Regions from separate parts of the Pan troglodytes genome. Here region 1 is linked to region 2. A link is a contact called in public HiChIP or PLAC-seq data. All regions are on one chromosome and are shown on one strand. Each heading gives the region's core, a stretch centred on a gene start, on an enhancer-like site or on the middle of the called end of the contact. The rest is flanking DNA. Distances are from core to core; before and after follow the strand shown.

Evidence for each region. HiChIP or PLAC-seq counts read pairs in DNA pulled down with a chosen protein or histone mark.
Region 1: a contact with region 2 is called in an H3K4me3 HiChIP or PLAC-seq map of stem cell-derived excitatory neurons, with 6 times the contacts expected there. The contact joins the promoter of ATOSB here to the promoter of CCDC107 in region 2. A contact is called at or near these places in 1 of 7 Hi-C or Micro-C datasets (stem cell-derived neural progenitor cells) and 1 of 1 datasets of contacts at active chromatin or transcription factors (stem cell-derived excitatory neurons).

Annotation. Positions count from the first base shown.
Region 1 is chr11:80,866,952-80,873,102 of NHGRI_mPanTro3-v2.0_pri, reverse strand. ATOSB (atos homolog B) reads right to left here and starts at 2,926. Exons shown (of 9, transcript XM_009456558.4): 1 at 2,785-2,926.
Region 2 is chr11:80,324,365-80,331,234 of NHGRI_mPanTro3-v2.0_pri, reverse strand. CCDC107 (coiled-coil domain containing 107) reads left to right here and starts at 4,941. Exons shown (of 5, transcript XM_009456581.4): 1 at 4,941-5,165; 2 at 5,256-5,407. The coding sequence starts at 5,060. ARHGEF39 (Rho guanine nucleotide exchange factor 39) reads right to left here. Exons shown (of 9, transcript XR_010148949.1): 9 at 5,555-5,853.

The DNA.
Region 1 (6,151 bases), core at 1,677-4,176, 540 kb before region 2:
GTGGCGCGCACCTGTAATCCCAGCTACTCAGGAGGCTGAGGCAGGAGAATCACTTGAACTCAGGAGGCAGAGGTTGCAGTGAGCCAAGATTGCACCACCGCACTCCAGCCTGGGCGACAGAGTGAGTGAGACTCCGTCTCAAAAATAAATAAATAAATAAATAAATAAATAAATAAATAATAAAGAGGCCTTACCTTCCTGCCCTAAATTTACCCTGCTTTATTTTTTTTTATATAGCGGTTATCACTACTTGACTTCTCCCTCCCCCTCCACAATTTCTTTCTCCCCTTAATAGAATGGAAGCTCCATGAGAGCAGCAACTTTGTTTCGTTCATGCTCATATTCCCAGAGCCAACATTAGTCCCTGGCAATGTTCAATAAACATTGACTGAAGAAAACAACAGGCCCTGGGCTGAGTGAACAGCAATCCGGCGATCTGGATCCTATCTTCTGCCCTTTCACTGTGACATGTGGGGAATCACAGTCTCTTTAGCCATAAATTTCCAAACCTGTAAAATGAGGTGTTTGTATAAACAATGACTGCTGAGGGCCTCTGCAGCTCTACAATTCTAATGACTGTTGTTCACTCATATCCATATCAGAGGATAGCTCCAGGCATTCGAATGCTCTGCTGCCTGTACCAAAGCAGAAAGGCTACATCCTCCAGTCTCAGCACAGCAAACTGATGCCCTTTCTCTTCATGCCCCACCCACTCACGCAAACCGCCCCAGTCCTGAGGAAGCTGGAGAGTCTGCCCTAGGCCCGCCCTCTCTGAGAGACTGTCTGGGAAGCAATGTTGCCATAGCAATCAGCTCCTCCTCAAAAGGCTTCAGCCTGCCCTTTTTTACCCCACCCTACCCCAGGGCTTTGTCTGTCCTCAGCAGACCCACCCCCCTCCCCAGCCAGTCTCTCAGCTCCTGGGTGGTTGTGTGAGGAGGCTGGCTTGGGGCCCCTTTTAGCAACACTGTCACACTCATTCAGCCACTGTGTGGAACTCAAGCCTTTCCCACCCTCTCCCAGCCAGCCCAGGGGCAAAAAGAACCCTAGCACTCCATCAAATCCCCTCAGGGAAGCAGAGGAGCCCTCAAGAGAACTAGGTCCTAGTCTGTTCTGATAGTGCTTCCAAGCCTGGAGTGTGGGGAGCCACTCCCTCTTCCTCCCCTAGCTGTGGCTGGAACCTCACAACCCTTACTGGGTTCAGCTTACAGTCGTGGCCCACCTCTCAAAACAGACAGAAGACCCTCAATACTCCTCACCACTTCCCCCCTCCCACAGAAGCCCTAGCGTTCCCCACCCAGAAGGATAAGGGTGGGGAAAATCTGTTTGTGGCAAGTGGTTAAATGTGGCTACCAGTCACTTGGGGTCTATGCGAGAGACCTGGGTGGTAGTGGTGGGGGTGGGGTCTGAGCCCTGCCGCTGGTTACCAGGGTCTCTGGTCATTGATAACAAAGTACCGGGCAGGGCACAGCTCCTAGATGGGCAAGGGCCAGGCCAGGCCAGACCAGGCCCTGGGGCAAGGAAGGAAGTGGGAAATGAGCACACCCAGAGCATAAGGGCAGGGCAGGGCGGGGGAGGGGGGAGACAGAGACCAAGGCCGGCTCTGGGAGGAACAGGAACTAGGATGGGGGGTTGACAGGAACCCAGCGGGGGAAGGGTCCCCCGGGACCTCAGCTTAGGGAAGAAACCCCAGTCTCAGCTGGACAGATCCAAAATAGACTGAGGAGACATTCACACAAGCCCTAGTGACAAGCAGGGTCTGACTCCTCTCTGAGTGCCCAGGCCAGAAGGCGGAGTTAAAAGCTGAGCAGACAGGAGTGCAATAGATTGGCCTCTTCACCCCACTAACCCCAACACCCTTGCTCTTAGAACCCAGAACACAAGTGTCTTCCTGGAGTTACTACAATGCCCTAAACTGTTACTTTGTCAAAGTACTGGGGGTTCTGTTCTCCTGCCTCAAGTTGGGCCTACAACCCCTTCCCCTAGATAGTGCCCGCAGACCCTCCGACACCGCTACACTCCTTCTCCATTAAACAGCCCCCCCTTCCTTCAAAGCGCCTCCATGTCCCCTGCCCCTCATGTACCTCCTCCAATCCCCCACATCAGACAGAGACAGCCCCCTCACAGTGTACCTCGCAACCCCCCCACAACAAAGCGCTCCCGCCCTTCCCCCATAGAGGCCTCTGGAGAATGCACCTTGTTGCCCACCAGTTGAGTCCCCAACTGCTCCCGCGACTTCGTATCTTCCCTCAACACACAGCAGTCTCCAGATCTTCTGCAAAGCGCACCCCCATCCGCGTCCCTTCTTCCACGCTCACCCTGCCCCACACCTGTAGTTCCGTGGGTCCCGTTGCACTTGGGGACGTGGTAGTGGTTGGGGCAGTTACTGAGCAGCCCTAGCTGTAGCCTCCGTCTGCAAACCTCGCCCCTTCAGTCCGAGCCCCGCCCCCGCAACGCCCGGGCCCACCCTCTCCCTTGTCCCACCTTCCACCTTCTGCGGACTTGTCCCTTTCCTCGTTTAATTTCTCGAGCTCCTCCCCTGTAGCCCGGGCCCCGCCCCCTTCTGACCTCGCACCTCCTTCGCGTTTTCTTTGCATTTCCCCAGGATCCTCAGCTTTTCCCAGGCCCCACCCCCGATCCCCGCCTCCTCTCGGTCTCTCCGCCTTTCACCAGGACCCGCCCCCTCGGATTCCAGCCTGGCAGAAGTCGCGCCAGGACCCTTCCACCACGATCCCCCTCCCATCTCAGAGCCCCTCCTCCTTCCGCCCCTTCTCCCTCACGCCTCACCCGGGCGGTCGCACTCCAACCAGGATCCGCTGGCTCTGATTGGCGGTGGCGGCCCCAATGGAGGAAGGAGGAGACAAAGTGATGGCCGCGGGTCGCCTGAGGTCCCACCCCGGCCACGTGCGGCTTCTGTGATGACAAGTCTAGAGGGGCGGGGCCTCGGCCGGCAGGCTGCTAGCCTGAGCGGAGCGGATCAGGGCAGAGGTGGGGAGATGGAGCCAGGGCCGAAGCCACCAGCCTGAGGGCTCTGAGCCAGGTTGGGGCTATCTCGCTGTTTTCGCACCGGTGTGAGCTGCCGCCGGAACTCGAACCTCTTTGTAGGGATGTCTGGGTGGGCGCGTGCATTTGCACTAATAGGGGAGGTCCGTAGGGATTGCAAGGTAGTGCAAGGAATCTCAGGGGTCTGTGAAAATGAGGGAATCTGGGCGGTGGGGTTCAGGTCTGCGAGGTTGAGCAGTTTCTGAAGCCTACGCTGTGCAGGCGGGTGTGGGTTCTGGGATGGGATGGACAGTAGGAGTCAGATCTGTACCTACTGAGGCAGGTCAGCGAGATCTGTGAATTTTACGAGATGAGTGTTGATATGGAGTTAGGAGGGCCTGCAATTGCTGGAGAAAAGTGAGGCCTTTCCCTTGTACAGGTGTCTAATGAACTGCATGACAGTTACATATGTTCTGTAATTTAAGCGGCGCCCTCTCCCACCTCTCCCCAGGAGATACAATAAGGGAGGGCGACGCTTCCCAGACACCGGTAGATGGCAGCACAGGACACTTGCAGAACTGAGACAGCCCAGCTCAGCGCCAATCTGTGGCCTCTCCGAGGAGCGGACCGTTTGGGTCTGGATTTGATCAAGTTCTACAAAAGTCACATTCTTTTTTATTTTTTTTGAGACGGCGTCTCGCTCTTTCGCCCAAACTGGAGTGCAGTGGTGCGATCTCGGCTCACTGCAACCTCCGCCTACTGGGTTCAAGCAATTCTCCTGCCTCAGCCTTCAGAGTAGCTGGGATTACAGGCGCGCGCCACCAGGCCGGGCTAATTTTCGTATTTTTGGTAGAGACAGGTTTCACCATGTTGGCCAGACTGGTCTCAAATTCCTGACCTCAAGCGATCCGCCCGCCTCGGCTGCCCAAAGTGCTGGGATTACTGGCGTGAGCCACAGCACCCGGCCAAATCTCAGATTCTTTAGGCTCTGTGACTTTGTCAGTAGTTAACTTAAACTGGTTTACTCAACGTCAGTGGTGTGGAAGCGCAAAAAAAAGAAAGAAAAAAGTATTTTCTCTGGCCATAAGGAACTTATTATTTAGACAGTGATACAAATGCCTACATAATCCCAGAAGGGTAAACTAAGAAAGGTTTCGTGTAGTGGGAAAACCACAGAGTTTGAAGTCATCTAAACTTCTTCAACTTCAACTTCAAACTTCAACTTATGGGTTCAACTTATGAGTTTGTCTCATACCTTTGAGTATTTACTAGCTGTATAGATTTAGGTAAATTACTTGACTTTAAAAAAATTAATTTTAGAACAATTTTAGATTTACAGAAAACTTGTAAAAATAGTGCAGAGAGTTTTCATATATACCCTACACCTAGTTTCTCCTATTATTAACATCTTTCCTTATATGGTTCATTTATTACAATTAATAAGCCAATATTGATACATTAACAATAACTAAAACCCACACTTTATTCTGATTTTCTTTTTGTTTTTTTGAGACGGAGTTGCCGCTCTTTCACCCAGGCTGGAGTGCAGTGGCAAGATCTCGGCTCACTGTAACCTCCACCTTCTGGTTTCAAGAGATTCTCCTGCCTCAGCCTCCCGAATAGCTGGGATTACAGGCATGTGCCACCACGCCTGGCTAATTTTGTATTTTTAGTAGAGATAGGGTTTCTCCGTGTTGGTCAGGCAGGTCTCGAACTCCCGACCTCAGGTGATCCACCCGCCTCGGCCTCTCAAAGTGTTGGAATTACAGGTGTGAGCCACTGCGCCCAGCCTATTCTGATTTTCTTAGTTTTTGCCTTATGTCCTTTTTCTGTGCCAAAATCTAACCCAAGCTGGAACATTACATTTAGACATCATGTCTCCTTTGGCTCCTCTTGGCTGTGACAGTTTCTCAAACTTCCTTGTTTTTGATGACCTTAACAGTTTTTGTTTTGTTTTGAGACAGAGTCTTGCTCTTTCGCCCAGGCTGGAGTGCAGTGGCACGATCTTGGCTCACTGCAATCTCTGCCTCCTGGGTTCAAGCGATTCTCCCACCTCAGCCTCCTGAGTAGATGGGACTACAGGTGCATGCCACCACGCCGGGCTAATTTTTGTATTTGTAGTAGAGACAAGGTTTCACCATGTTGCCCCGGATGGTGTTGATCTCCTGACCTTGTGACCCACCCGCCTCAGCCTCCCAAACTGTTGGGATTACAGGCATGAGCCACTGTGCCCGGCCGTTTTTTTTGTTTTTTGTTTTTTTTTGGTTGTTGTTGTTTTGTTTTGTTTTTGAGACAGAGTTTCGCTCTTGTTGCCCAGGCTGGAGTGCAATGGCACAATCTTGGCTCACTGCAACCTCCGCCTCCCAGGTTCAAGCGATTCTCCTGCCTCAGCCTTCTGAGTACCTGGGATTACAGGCATGTGCCACCACGCCTGGCTAATTTTGTATTTTTTGTAGAGACGAGAGTTTCTCCATGTTGGTCATGGCTGATCTCGAACTCCCGACCTCAGGTGATCCACCCGCCTTGGCCTTCCAAAGTGCTGGGATTACAGGCGTGAGCCACCGCTCCTGGTCTAGTTTTGTTTTTTAAGAGACAGGGTCTCATTCTGTCACCCAGGCTGAAGTGCAGTGGTGCAATCATAGCCCTTGTAACTTTGAGCTCCTGGGCTCAAGGGATACTCCTGCCTCAGCCTCCAGAGTAGCTAGGACTACAAACACATGCTACCAAAAAAGAAAAAAAATTTTAAATTTTTTATTTTTTTTTAATTTTTTATTATATTTTGTTTTATTGAGATGGAGTCTCGCTCTGTCACTCAGGCTGGAGTACAACGGTATGATCTCAGCTCATTGCAACCTCTGCCTCCCAGGTTCAAGTGATTCTCCTGCCTCAGCCTCCTGAGTAGTGGGATTACAGGCGTAAGCCATCACACCTGGCTAATTAATTTTTGTATATTTAGTAGAGACAGGGTTTTACCATATTGGCCAGACTGGTCTCAAACTCCTGTCCTCAAGTGATCCGCCTACCTCGGCCTCCCAAAGTGCTGGGATTATAGGCGTGAGCCACCAGCGCCTGGCCTTTAATCTTCTATTGTAGAAATAGGGCTTGCTAGGTTGCCCATGCTGGTCTACAACTCCTGGCCTCAAGTTATCCTCCTGCCTCAGCTTCCCAAAGT
Region 2 (6,870 bases), core at 3,692-6,191:
GCCAAGATCAAGCCTCTGCACTCCAGCCTGGGCAACAGAGTGAGACCCTGCCCCCCGCCCCCCAAAAAAGGAAGAAAACAAGAAAAATTTGGGTCTGGGCATGGTGGCTCACGCCTGTAATCCCAGCACTTTGGGATGCTGAGGTGGGTGGATCACCTGAGGTCAGGAGTTTGAGAGCAGCCTGGTCAACATGATGAAACCTTGTCTCTACTAAAAATACAAAAATTAGCCGGGCATGGTGGCAGGTGCCTGTAATCCCAGCTACTCTGGAGGCTGAGGCACAAGAATTGCTTAAACCCAGGAGGTGGAGGCTGCAGTGAGCCAAGATCACTCCACTGCACTGCAGCCTGGGCGACAGAGCAAGACTCCATCTCAAAAAGAAAGAAAGAAAGAAAGAAAAATTTGGGCCAGGTGTGATGGCTCACACCTGTAATCACAGCAATTTGAGAGGCTGAGGTGGGAGGATAGCTTGGGCCCAAGAGTTTGAGACCAGCCTAACCAACATAGTGAGATTCCCATCTCTGCAAAAAATTAAAAAATTAGCGAGGCATGGGGGCATGTGTGCCTGTAGTCACAGCTACTTAAGAGGCTGAAGTGGGAAGATTGCTTGAGCCTGGGAGATAGAGGCAGCAGTAAGCCATGATTGTGCCACTGCACCACTCCAGCCTGGGCAACAGAGTGAGAGCTTGTCTCAAAAAAAAAAAAAAAAAAAAAAAAAAGACAGAAAAGAAAGAAAAATGTTTTTTAAATGATCCGGGACAGGCAAGGTGGCTCACACTTGTAATCCCAGTACTTTGGGAGGCTGAGGCAGGCAGATTCCTTGAGGCCAGAAGTTCAAGACCAGCCTGGGCAATACCCTGGTCTCTACAAAAAACAAACAAACAAACAAAAAACAACAACAAAAAAACACACAAATTAGCCGGGCATGGTGGTGTGCACCTGCAGTCCCAGGTACTCAGGAGGCTGATCCAAGAAGTTTGGGGCTGCAGTGAGCCATGGTCTCACCACTGCACTCCTGACTGGGCAGCAGAGGGAGACCCTGTCTCTCACACAGACACACACACACACACACACAAAGACCACTTGGTGTCAAATATGCTAAGTATGCCACTGATTCCTTGTCAACAGTTAAAAATTGGGAGATTTCAAATTTTTAAAATTCTAATTTGTTGATTCCTTCGAAAAAAGATCTGGCAATAGTGCCCTGAGTTCTCTAAAGGCAATAATCAGTTGGGGACCACTTATCATTATTATATCTGGCCTGAACCCCTTATTTACACCGACTGTGCCAACTGGCTTAGATTCAAGATTTCTATTACCCTGCTCTGCATACCCAGGCTGTCACTGGGTCATCAGTTAGACCACTGGTCCCCAGCCGTTTTGGCACCAGGGACAGGTTTTGTGGGAGACAATTTTTCCATGCACAGGAGTGTGGGAGGAGGGGATGGTTTTGGGATAAAACTGTTCCACCTCAGATCATCAGGTATTGTGGTTTTTTTGTTCTGTTTTGTTTTTTTGACAGGGTCTCGCTCTGTCACCCAGGCTGGAGTGCAGTGGTGCAATCTTGGCTCACTGCAACCTCGCCTCCTGGGTTCAAGCAATTCTTATGCCTCAGCCTCCCAAGTAGCTAGGATCACAGGCATGCGCCACCATGCGCAGCTAATTTTTGTATTTTTATTAGAGACTTTTTTTTTTTTTTAACCATGTTGTCCAGGCTGGTCTTGAACTCCTGGCCTCAAGAGATCCACCCACCTTGGCTTCCCAAAGTGCTGGGATTACAGGCATCAGCCACTGCACCTGGCCTAGATTTTCATAAGGAGCCCACAACCTATATCACGTGCATGCACAATTCACAATAGGGTTCGTGGCCCTATGAGAATCTAACGCTGCACTGATCTGACAGGAGACAGAGCTCAGGCGGTAATGCCAGGATGGAGAGTGGCTGTATATACAGATGAAGCTTCCCTCGCTACTCCGCCGCTCACCCTTGCTCCTCCGCTGCTCACCTCCTGCTGTGTGGCCCAGTTCCTAACAGGCCATGGACCAATAGTGTTGGGGACCCTTGAACTACACTATGATAACTCCCCTTGGTGAGGGTTTCTCCCTGTCCTGCCCTTCCCCCTCCTTTCAGGAAAAACAAGAAGACACACCCATATTTCATTTATTTATTTATTTATTTAGAGATGGAGTCTTGCTCTGTCACTGAGGCTGGAGTGCAGTGGCGTGATCTCTGTTCACTGCAACCTCCGCCTCCCAGGTTGAAGCTATTCTTATGCCTCAGCCTCCTGAATAGCTGGGATTACAGGTGCTGGCCACCACACCTGGTTAATTTTTGTTTTTGTTTTGTTTTTCTGAGGCGGTGTCTCACTCGTTTGCCCAGGCTGGAGTGCAGTGGCACGATTTCGGCTCACTGAAACCTCCACCTCCCAGGTTCCCGTGATTCTCCTGTCTCAGCCTCCCAAATAGCTGGGACTGCAGGCACCCGCCACCACACCCGGCTAATTTTTCTATTTTTAATAGAGACGAGGTTTAGCCATGTTGGCCAGGCTGGTCTCAAACTCTTGACCTCAGGTGATCCTCCTGCCTCGGCCTCCCAAAGTGCTGGGATTACAGGCATAAGCCACTGATCTTGGCTTCATTCATTTATTTAACACACATGATGTACTGATTGCCTGTTTGTATGCCAGGCTCTGGAGATAAAAATGTGATGAATGGAAATGGTTTCATGTCAGGGAGCTCTTGATCTAACTAGACAGACGACCCAGTGTATCCCAATTAAGAGACCATGGAAGGCTCTGTGGAACAGAAGGAACACCTGCCTGCCTGGTGAAATCATGGAAGACAAGGATGGGGAAAGGCTGTTCGACAGAAAGTATAGAGACAGGCAAAAAACTGGTGAAATCACCACCCTGCCTCTTACCTGATTAGTAGCGTACTTAACCGTGCTGAATTGCAGTTGCCTCATTCTTTGAAAGAGCTTAACTATATTACCCTTTTGGGTCATTTTAACCATTCATTAATTTCATTCAACAACGATTCATTGAGTGCCTGCTATCGCCAGGCGCCACGTGCTGTGCTAGGCTCTGGGAGTAAAATGGTAAAGAAAAAAGAGAGGTGGCTCCTGCCCTTGTGGAATTTAGGACCAGCCTAGCTCAAGGGTCTCCAACACCCGGCCACAGGCCAGCACCAGCCTGTGGCCTGTTAGGCTCCGGGCCACATAGCAGGATGTGGGCAGTGGGGCCAGCAATCATTACCGCCTGAGCTCCGCCTCCTGTCAGATGAGCACGGCATTAGATTCTCATAGGAGCGCGAACCATACTGTGAACTGCGCATGGGAGGGATCTAGGTTGCACGCTCCTCATGAGAATCTAATGCTTGACGATCTGAAGTGGAACAGTTTCATCCGGAAACCATCCCTCCACCCCGCTTCGTCCATGGAAAAATTGTCTTCCACGAAACCGGTCCCTGATGCCAAAAAGGTTGGGGACTGCTTTTCTAGTGGTATTGAAGAAAGTGAAATAGCGGCACTAAAGAATAAATTAGAAGTTGAATTAAGGGTTCTGAATGATGGGAACACACTTGAGCTGAGAACTGAAGGTCGTGTAGAACCCAGTATGCAGAAAGGGAATGCAGCGGCATGTCAGGGAGAGTCAGTGTAATTTCAACTGTCTGGCTTACAGTAGTAGCTGCTCAAGTTAAAAAATCACTAGAGTCCGTCGGGGTGGCACGTGCCTGTAATGTCAACTACCCGGGAGGCTGAAGCGGGAGGATCCCAGGAGTTTAAGACCAGCCTGGGCAAGAGAGCGACCCGCCGTTCCAAAAAAAAAATCACTAATAAGTAGGTACGGTTCTAACTTGAGTGATCCCATTTAATCATTATAGCTCTTGAAGTAAGTGCTTATCTTCATTCCTCAGAGTGGAAAGGAAGGCACGGAGAGAGAACTAAGTTTCACAAGGTCACCGCTCTTGAGTACAGGAGGCAGGATTCTAGCCCAAGCAGAGTCCATATGTTGTGTACCAGCTACACAGTGAATGGTGGCTACTATGGCGTTTGCCAAAGGGAGAGGGAGGTAGAAGAGGAGGCTGTTTCAGGAATGCTCCATATTTGGAGTAATGAGCACAAGGACTTCATAGCAAGGCCAAGAACAGCGTAAAGCTGCCCGCGCATGAAAAGCAGCCACGTTGACCGGGCGCGGTGTCACGCCTGTCATCCCAGCACTTTGGGAGGGCGAGGTGGATTGATCGCTTGACACCAGGCGTTCGAGACCAGCCTGGGCACCAGGTGAAAATCCGTCTCTACAAAAAATACAAAAATTAGCCAGGCATGATGACGTGCGCCTGCGGTCCCAACTACTTGGGAGCCTGAGGTGAGGCATCGCGTGAGCCTGGGGAGGTCGAGGCTGCAGTGAGCCGTGGTCTCGGGAACGAAAACAGCCGCGCTGAGAATGAGCCCCGTGTGGTTGGTGCGCGGACACGCACTGCCTGCGTAACTAGAGGAGCTGACGGACGACGCCCCCGCACCACGCCGCTCAGCGGGAAACGCTTCTTAGCGGACTTTGGAGTGGGAAGCGGGGAATGTCTACGTGCGTATGCACGCGGCACTCTCTGCCCGAGGTCCGGGGACTTTCCCCTAGGCGGAAAGGGGAGGAACAGAGTCCCCAGTGTGTAGCCTAGGATACAGGCCTTCAGCACGAACCACGTTCTCAGCCTCACAGATTATCATTTTATAGTCCTAAAGAAATTTTGTTTTACCATTAGGGTGAGAAAGTTGGTGGCGTGAGATTAAAAAAAACCGTTTTCGGGCATAACCTACTAAGACTATAGGCTTTCAGAGGCATTGTGGCTAGCAGAATAGCTAATAGACACGAAATGAACAAATACAGGAAAGCTAGAATGACACTACCTTATGCAAATATGGTCTGGCCCCGCCCTACGGGGAGTGGGCGTGGCCTCCCCGGAGCCGGCCGGCCTGCTCGCGTGCGCGTGCGCGTTGGGGCGGCCGGCCAATGCCGGACCGCTTCGGCACCGCCCGCCCGATCCCTCCACCCGTGGGCCGGCAATGGCGGGCGCAGTTTCGCTCTTGGGTGTGGTGGGGCTGCTGCTTGTGTCTGCGCTGTCCGGGGTCCTAGGAGACCGCGCCAATCCCGACCTCCGGGCACACCCAGGTACCAGCTAGGGCTGCTGGAGGAGGGCTGGGACTGCGCATGGGTCCCAGGCCCCAGCTCGGCTGACTCGCCTGTGTCCTCCCTCCGCAGGGAACGCAGCCCACCCCGGCTCTGGAGCCACGGAACCCCGGCGGCGACCACCGCTCAAGGATCAACGCGAGCGGACCCGGGTCGGGTCGCTGCCTCTGGGGGCGCTGTACACCGCGGCCGTCGTGGCTTTTGTGCTGTACAAGTGTTTGCAGGTACGGGGCGGCCGGGGGTAGGGGTGCCCCTGCAGGTGCGGGACCACCGGGCGTGGGGATGCCCTGAGCCCGAATCTCCCATGGGGGTGCCAGGGTACCAAGAACAAGACACAGCTTCCCTGTCTGTAAAATAAAGACAGTAGTCCGTTGGCCTTCCAATATTATGAGGTTATTTTGAGGATCCAGGGAGGTAACGGATGTGAAGAGCGTGTGGTGAACTGTAAATAATGACTATCACATTTAGTTCTCCTACAATCCAGTGAGGAGTAGTCACTTGCTCGAGGTCACCCAGCGCTGGCAACTGCTGGAGCTGGGATTTGAACCTAGCTAGCAGTGTCCATGCTACAAGAGTGGGGCCAACCTTGGCACAGGAGGTTGATTGCTGCAGCCAGTGTTTCTAGAGTTCCAGATATGAAGTGGTCTCATGTTCTCCTTGGGAGGAGGCCCTGAAATGTAAGTTGACAGTACATTTTGAAAAACAGTACCTTCCAGGGCTGTGTCTTTAGCCGTGACCCTATTACGTACTTGCATTATAAAATAGAACCGATGGAACCAGTTTAGATATATGAAACTAGAAGAGATAGCTAATAATGACCCCAGGTAGATGTGACAGGCTAGGATGAATGACTGAATTTAATGATGAACTTTGAGAAGGATAGACTAGTAAATTCTGTTCTTGGACCTGAGTACAGTCTGGGAGAAACATAATGTAGCAGGAGGTCTTATGAAAGAGAGTTAGGCATTCCAGTTGACTGAGTTCACTGTGGGATGTGACAAGCCACTTCCCAAATCAGTGCTGGGAACATGGCACTGTGCTTCACCTGCCAATCAGAATGCCCCCGGAGAACTGTATTCTCCTCAGGGCACTGCTTTAAGAGCACTACGTGTTCAGGAAACAACCAGAGAAAACCACCGTCAATGAGCACTGACTGTAAAGACTGACATTAATAAACCAGAAAAAACTCAGGAAAGGGGGTGACGGTGTGACCATTGCCTTCAAATTCCTGAGGGGCTGTCACGTTGAGGAGACATTATTTTGGAAGGCTCCAGTAAGCACTATGGAAAGAAGATACATAAAGGACAAATTTTGGCTTTGTGCATGAACTGTCTAACAACCAAAGTTTTTGTTTTTTTCGAGATGGAGTCTCGCTCTGTCACCCAGGCTGGAGTGCAGCGGCGCGATCTCGGCTCACTGCAACCTCTGGCTCCCAGGTTCAAGCGATTCTCCTGCCTCAGCCTCTCAAGTAACTGGGATTACAGGCACCTGCCACCACGCCCGGCTAATTTTTGTATTTTTAATAGAGACAGGGTTTCACCGTGTTGGCCAGGCTGGTCTCAAACTCCTGACCTCAGGTGATCCACCCACCTTGGCCTCCCGAAGTGCTGGGATTACAGGTGTGAGCCACAGCACTCAGCCACCAGAGCTTTTTTCAAACCGGAGAGAGTTGCTCATTCCTGGAGGT